2 separate regions of the Sus scrofa genome follow, and region 2 is linked to region 1. Evidence: chromatin contacts called from public HiChIP or PLAC-seq data. All regions are on one chromosome and are shown on one strand. The core of a region is the stretch at or near the end of the contact, and the rest is flanking DNA. Distances in the headings are between cores, read along the strand shown. Region 1 holds the start of AP5B1 (AP-5 complex subunit beta-1). Region 2 holds the start of MAP3K11 (mitogen-activated protein kinase kinase kinase 11).

Region 1 (3,325 bases), core at 592-3,091:
GGGGTTTAATCAGAGCTTTAGTCGCCAGCCTACGCCAGAGCCACAGCAGCTCGGGATCCGAGCTCTGTCTGCGACCTACACCACAGCTCACGGCAACGCGGGATTGTTAACGCACTGAGCAAGGCCAGGGATGGAACCTGCAACCTTGTGGTTCCTAGTCGGATTCGTTAACCGCTGTGCCACGACGGGAACTCCTCACTTCTCTTTTTGTCTGTTTCCCTGTTGGGTCATCAGGACTTCTGGCACAGTCCCTTGTTTGCAGGAGGCTTAGAAGGGGGCCTAGGCACTTGAGATAAGGTTAAGCTCTGAACCACCCTGCCCGCACCTAGGACCAGCACCATAGGATCCTGAGACATCAGGCCCCAGAGACCTCACCACTACACCCACAGACTCCAGCGATTTCTTCCGGAGAGAAACTGAGGCAAGAGCCCTCACAGGGCCCCTCACTGCCCATATTTCACCACTTTCCTACAAGGCCTGGGGCGGTGCCAGGGAGCCTGCAGATCAAGGGTCAAAGTCGGTTGGTTAATTACAACCTCTCCCCCTCGGAGCCGGAGCCGCGGGGCAGGGTGTTCAGCACATCCCCCGCCCCACCCCCAAGGCCTGAGGAGGGGGAGTTCCGAGGGAAACTGGGCAGCTCCTGACCAAAGATTCTTTTGGGGGTTGGGGAGGACAGGACAGAAGGAGAAGGAGGAAGATGGAAACAACTGGGATTACTCATACAAGTTGATGCCGACGCTGTCAAAGCGTCTTCCGAAAATAACTGGGCACACCAGCTTCCACCCGGCCCGGCCCCCTGGCTGGGCGGTGGGCTCCTTAAAACCTCTTTTAGCTCAAACGTATCCTCTGTAAAGTTGAAAGAGATGCATTTCTAACAGGGCTAGTGGGGCGCAGCCGGGCGCCTGCCCTGCGGTCTCCACGCTCCCCACTGCCGGGAGCTCTCTGCTGGCGCGACCCTCACTGTGACCTTCTGGCCACCAAGGTTGGGGGTCAGAGAGATCAACGCAGGTGACTTCAGCTCTAGGCCTTCTCTTACATTTTGCACAAACCACGGCCGAAACTCCAGCTCGCTCCCTGCACCTCCCCAAAGTGGCATCGCTTCAGTGCCCTCCTCCCGCCTCATAAAAGTCCGGGGTTTCTGGATTTACGACGCGAGAGTTGGAGGGTCGCTTGAGTAGTGACACACCCCGTTGCCTCGCCTGTGCCACGGCGCGGGCCGGTGGCGGGGAGGGCAGCACCGCGCGGGCCCGCGCCCCTCGGACCCGCCTGCCCCCTGCCCGACCGCCTGGGAACCGCTGTCGTCCCGCACTTGGCGGCCCCCGCCCCCACCTGCCGGCTCCTTCCGCCGGCCCTGCCCTCCCCACCCCACCGCCCCCGGGGTTGGCCGCGCCGCGGGCTAACGGGGCCGCGGCCGCTTAAACATTAAATCGGGCGCCCCAGCTGCGCTGGCCGCCCGGCTCCGCGCCACTGCGCCCCGCACGCCGGCCCCCTCGTCGGGGCCCCGCCGCCCGTTCGGGGCGCGGGCCTCGGGGTGCACGGGCCCGGCGCCTCACCTGGTACGTAGATCTCGCCACGCTCCTCGTCGGGGAGCTCGCTCCAGTTCCGTTTGCACGTGGAGACGCACGGCTTCTTCACCAGAAACGCGCGGGGCATTTTTGAACCTTCCTCGCCGGGCACCGGCCGCTTCCGTAACTAGAGCCGGAGCCGTCCCACCTTTCCCGGGCCGGGCTGGCGGCGGCGGGCGGCGGCGGCGGGGAGGGGGGGGCAGGTCGGGAAAGGTGTCGCCGAAGCGTCCCGCGTTCCGCCGGGAGGACGTGCCTGGGACGGCGCGCGCCCGTTTCAACTCCGCGGAGCTGTCGCGGTCCTCCGTCCGAACGAGGTTGCCTTGCAGCCAGGTGCACCGGGCGGCGACGGAAGCGGCAGGTAAGCGTCTCCCGGCGCGACTGGCGTCCTCCGCGGCCCTCGGGAAGTCTTAAAGTGCGAGCCGGCCGGACGGGTTCACGCTTTATTGGCTCGCGGCGGTGTGTGTTGGTGGCTGGGGCGGGGAGGGGGGTGATCCGAGCTAATTAGCTTGGAGTGGCCTGGGAGGCGACGGCGCATGCGTTGGGAAATAACGGTGGCAACCCACCTATTTGTTACCTGTCGAACCGGTTTCCATTCCGCTGCCGGTGAGGTGGCCTCGCGGCCTGGGCGGGGTGGCGGGGTGGCCGGGCGGGGGCGGCGGGGGGGGGCAGGCGGAGGGCACCCAGCACCCCGCTGCCCTGCAGGACCTCCCAGCGGGAGTGCCAGCGCTCGTCAACCGGAGTTTCGGAGGGAACAGAGGAGGGGAGGGAGGGAGGGAGGGGCAGGGGCAACGTTACTTGGTGCTCGCAGGCTCCAAAGGGTGATGAAACTCGCCGGACTGGGCCCGGCGCGCCCCGGGCGCCTGGGGAGGCGCGAAGCCGTCGGGCGGGACTGGGCGGCCCGGTCCACACTTGTTGAACCGGGCCTGAGCCCAGGCGGCCCCGGGTCCCAAAGGCCTGGCTGAGCAATTCGTGGTTCAGCCCAGAGGTATTTGCTGGTCGCCGGCTCCGTGCGGAAAGGCACGCGGGGCCGCAGGAGCGCTCAGGCCGGCAGGCGGGCAGGCCCCGCCGCAATACGAAGCGGAGAGCGCCCGCCCGACCAGGGGCCGAGCCCTGCCGGGAGCCTGCCTTCTGGCGGGGTGAGTACGGAAGGCTTAGTGGAGGAAGGCGCGTTTAAACCGCTGAGTCCACCGTGATCCCCAAAGACCCCAGCGCTTTAGTCATGGGGGTTTGTACCCCCCACCAAAGTCCTCATCAGATTCCCAAATGGCCGGATATCAGGTACAGCAAGACTGGAGGTGAGCAGAGGACAGAGGACCCAACTTACTTGGCCTGGCTCCACAGAGCTCCTGCTTTACCCCCACAGCCCAGCCTCGGCTGAAGACCCCTCCCTCCAACCATTCACCGCCCACTGCGCAGTCCCCAGGCCCAGCCTCCTGGAGGGAGGTCCCGCCCACCACAGAAGCTGAGAAGTGCTTGGTGGCCTCCAGTGAGACACAGTAACTGAGTCTACAGCCACTAGGCTTCTCTTCCCAGCTGATCTGAAAAGGGCAGGGATGGGACCCCTTCCTCTTTTTAGCCCTCCTCCCTCCCACATGTGAAATAAACTAATATTTCAGAGTCACTGCTACACATTCCTGTCTCACGTATTAAATATTTGCTGGGACGGATTAGGAGGAAATGAATCTGGTAAATAAATTCACTCAGTTCAAAAGTCCGAGTCAAGGAGTTTCCATCGTGGCGCAATGGTTAACGAATCCGAC
Region 2 (3,325 bases), core at 407-2,906, 100 kb after region 1:
GAGAGCTACAGCGTACAGGGGGTGTGGAACTCACTTTCCGAAATACTGTCATCTCCACTCCGGGGTCCCTAGCAGTGGAAAAGGAACATCAGCTTTGAGCTGCCCTTTTCTCTTCATACAGTTCGTCCTCCGCCATCCCCACTGCTTCTCCCTCCACAGGGATCCCCCTTACAAATCCAGGGCCAACACAAAGAACAACTGGCCGCTCGCTCATGAAGCCAAGGTTCCCTAAGCCCCTTCATTCTCCAATGCTCAGGCCCAGGCACCAAGACTCCGCCATTCCCAGCATAGGCCCTGCCCCCGCCTACCTGGGCAGACTGCTGTCCCCCTGGGCAGGCTCTTCCTCTGGGTCCCCCATGGTAGAGTTGCGCTTCTCCACAATCTCGCCCTGGTCGAACATAGCATGCAGCCGATAGTTCACAGTCTTGATGGTAGCGAAGATGACAGCCACCACAAGGCAGTACACACCAGCCACCATCAAGCTGGGGGGCAGGACCTGGGGGCGGCAGCAAGTCAGGTCCCTCTTCACACAGCCCTGTCCCTACCACCTACCACCACAGTCAGGACTAGGACACACAAATTCATTAAACTCCATCACGCCTGCCGGCTGCTAATACAAAGACCCTGCGAGGCAGCCCTATCTCCAGCATAACTGGAATGAGATTAAGTGAGATTCAAGGTCACCCAGGCCAGGGAAATTCTGGCCTCTCTTCCACACACTCCAGACTCCGCAGTGAATCCTCTTCCCACACCCCAGCGCCCCAGCCACAGCCCAGAATCCCTGCCAGGTTGCACCCCTTCGTGACATCTGCCCTCCCTTTCCCCGGCACGAGTTACAGGTGGCCGCAGCATCTCACCATATACAGCAAGAAAGGAAAGGTGAGCAGGAAGATCCAGACATAGAGATGGAAGCAGTTGGAGAAGGTGCTCTGGTGTGGGTCGAAGAACCAACCGCCGGTGAGCGAGGCCCACACCCCCTGGCGCAGGATCTGCAACACCTGCGACCCCATGGCCCCGCCGCTGCTGCGCGCGCCCCCCTCCCGGGACCCTCATGGGGGCGGCCCCCGGCCCATGCCCCGCCTGGCGCCCGAGGGCCCCGGGGCCCAACCTCGCGCTCACGCCATGGCCTCCCCCAGCGGGGGAGAGGGGTCGGTGGGGCGAGGGTGCGGGCAGGGGGCGGGGCCGGCCAGGGCAGTCAGTGGTGCGAGACCCAAGAGCCGGGGTGGAGCCGCATCAGGGGTGGGGTCCAGGCCCCCACCCCCGGCCCAGAACTGCTCCTAAGGGCCGGACCGGCGGGCAGGCGCAGGGCACGGGCCGGGCACCGGTCGGCGGCATCCAGAGGTGGGCGTGGGGTGGGTGCTCCGGGGGTGCAGACGACGGCTCCCACGGTTCCGGCCCGGGGAGAGCCCCGGGACCCTGAGGTCCACTTCCGGGGTCACAGGTCACTCGCTTTGGGCTCCGCGGTCGCCCCGCTTCTGCGGGAGCCGACCCAAGGGGGAGGCCGGAAGAAGGAGCCGCGAGCCGCCAACCTGCAGTGGCGCATGCGCCCGACGAGACCAGTTGGGACCCGGAAAAGGAAAACCTTTCGGCTCGAATGCGCAAGCGCAGGGAGGTGGTGGACCGATAAGAAGCGGGAGAGCCCGCTGGGCTTGCGCAGCTGAGGAAGGGACGATCCAAAAGGCACAAGTCCTTGAGCGCATGCGCACACCTAAGCGATGCCAACCTAGCCGCGATCACTGGGCGGAACGCGAGGGAAGAGTTACTAGAGGCGAGGAAAAGGATGGAGGCGTGGACACCCCTGGGGGCTAAAGCCACAGTTGTGCGCTACTGGAGCAAGCCCCTCTAGGTGCGCCCTTTTTAGCGCTGGACGTCAAACGTCACGAGCGGCCTCTACTTCCGGGTCAGAGCTCAAACTCAGAGTGTAGAGAGAACAGGCAGGACTAGTCGAAATAGGATAGTGTCGTTTTTCTTAAAGTGACAGGCTCAAGGCAAGGGGGTCCGTCGCGCGGTTGCGAGAGCGATTTAGCTATTCCAAGTGCCATCACTGGACAAATTTCAGGAGCACAGTCTCAGGTTTCCATCCCTTCTTGGGAAAGAGGCATGAATTGTTTCCCAGGTGAAGGGAAGCAGTAAATCTTAGACAACGCGTTCCAAGAGCTCCAAGTGCAGCCAGTTTCGTCCTCCATTCTTGCCTACCCCCACTGCCAGCTCTGCAAAGCGGAGCTCCTGGCCCCAGTTTCAGACATGAAGAGAATGAAGCGCAGAGAAAGGGTCACACGGCCCTGCAACTTCGGAGCCAAGACCACACTCGGGTTTGCCCCTCTTCCAAGCCAGGATCTTTCCCCCAGTTTTACAGATGCAGACGTAGAGGGCGGGGACGGTCCCTCCTTAGCAGAAACCAACCTCGACCTTAAACCTGTTGTCACGGGAGGTGGGGGCTACGGGCTACACTTCCTCTCCTTCTGCCTCTCATTGCCCGCCTACCCGGTAACTCCCAGACCAAATCGCCCTGCAGCCTCTGGGAGGGGAGCGGTGCTACCCGCCCGCGTCATCTGATGCTGTTTCCTGCAGGAGAGAGAACAGCGGAAAAAAGTGAAACTCCACCCTCCACCTCTGCCTCCCGCCCCCGGGGCCAAAGTACAAAGGGAGGAGGAAGAAGGGAACGGGGTTGGAGCCATCGGGTCGCGAGAGCTGAGCCAGGAAGAGGCAGCTCAACCTAGAGACACTCCAGCCACCCCCCTGCGCAGAGACCCAACGGGAGTCCAGGCACTGCCCCTCGCTGGCCCCACCTTTCACTTGGCGGGTGCTGGAGCTCGGCTCCCAGGACTGCTCTGGACTGAGGGACGCCCGGGCCCCTCTGTGCCGGCCATGGTGAGACATCGGAGGCCCTGGGGGTCCACCCCCCCAGCCTGACCACACTGCTTCCCTAGGTCGCCCTCCTCCGGAAGCCCGAGATGCGGTGGGCCGGGAGGCGACACTCCTGGCTCCCCAGAGAGGCGTGGGTCTGGGGCTGAGGGCCAGGGCTCGGATGCCCAGGTTCCGGGACTAGGGCCTCGGCCGTCAGCAAGGGTGGGGACCGGGGCACCCAGGGAAGGTCCCCCACACCCGCCAGTGCCAGCTCCCAGCTATGGAGCCCTTGAAGAACCTCTTCCTCAAGAGCCCCCTGGGGTCATGGAACAGCAGTGGCAATGGGGGCAGCGGGGGCAGTGGCAGCGGAGGTTGGCCAGAGGGGTCCCCGAAGGCTGCAGCTTATGCCAACCCTGTGTGGACAGCCCTGTTTGACTACGAGCCCAATGGGCAGGACGAGTTGGCCCTGCGGAAGGGC

The links. HiChIP or PLAC-seq counts read pairs in DNA pulled down with a chosen protein or histone mark.
Region 2: a contact with region 1 is called in an H3K27ac HiChIP or PLAC-seq map of alveolar macrophages. The contact joins the promoter of MAP3K11 here to the promoter of AP5B1 in region 1. A contact is called at or near these places in 1 of 5 promoter capture datasets (fetal liver), 4 of 47 Hi-C or Micro-C datasets (liver, mesenteric adipose tissue, skeletal muscle and 1 more) and 2 of 2 datasets of contacts at active chromatin or transcription factors (alveolar macrophages and skeletal muscle).

The regions. Positions count from the first base shown.
Region 1 is chr2:6,536,943-6,540,267 of Sscrofa11.1, forward strand. It overlaps AP5B1 (AP-5 complex subunit beta-1), which reads left to right and starts at 1,842. Exons shown (of 3, transcript XM_021082823.1): 1 at 1,842-1,923. It overlaps OVOL1 (putative transcription factor Ovo-like 1), which reads right to left and starts at 2,050. Exons shown (of 4, transcript XM_003122528.4): 1 at 1,554-2,050. The coding sequence starts at 1,653.
Region 2 is chr2:6,638,405-6,641,729 of Sscrofa11.1, forward strand. It overlaps MAP3K11 (mitogen-activated protein kinase kinase kinase 11), which reads left to right and starts at 1,657. Exons shown (of 11, transcript XM_021082851.1): 1 at 1,657-1,846; 2 at 2,572-3,325. The coding sequence starts at 3,128. PCNX3 (pecanex-like protein 3) reads right to left here and starts at 1,529. Exons shown (of 34, transcript XM_021082830.1): 1 at 858-1,529; 2 at 309-496; 3 at 1-68. The coding sequence starts at 1,010.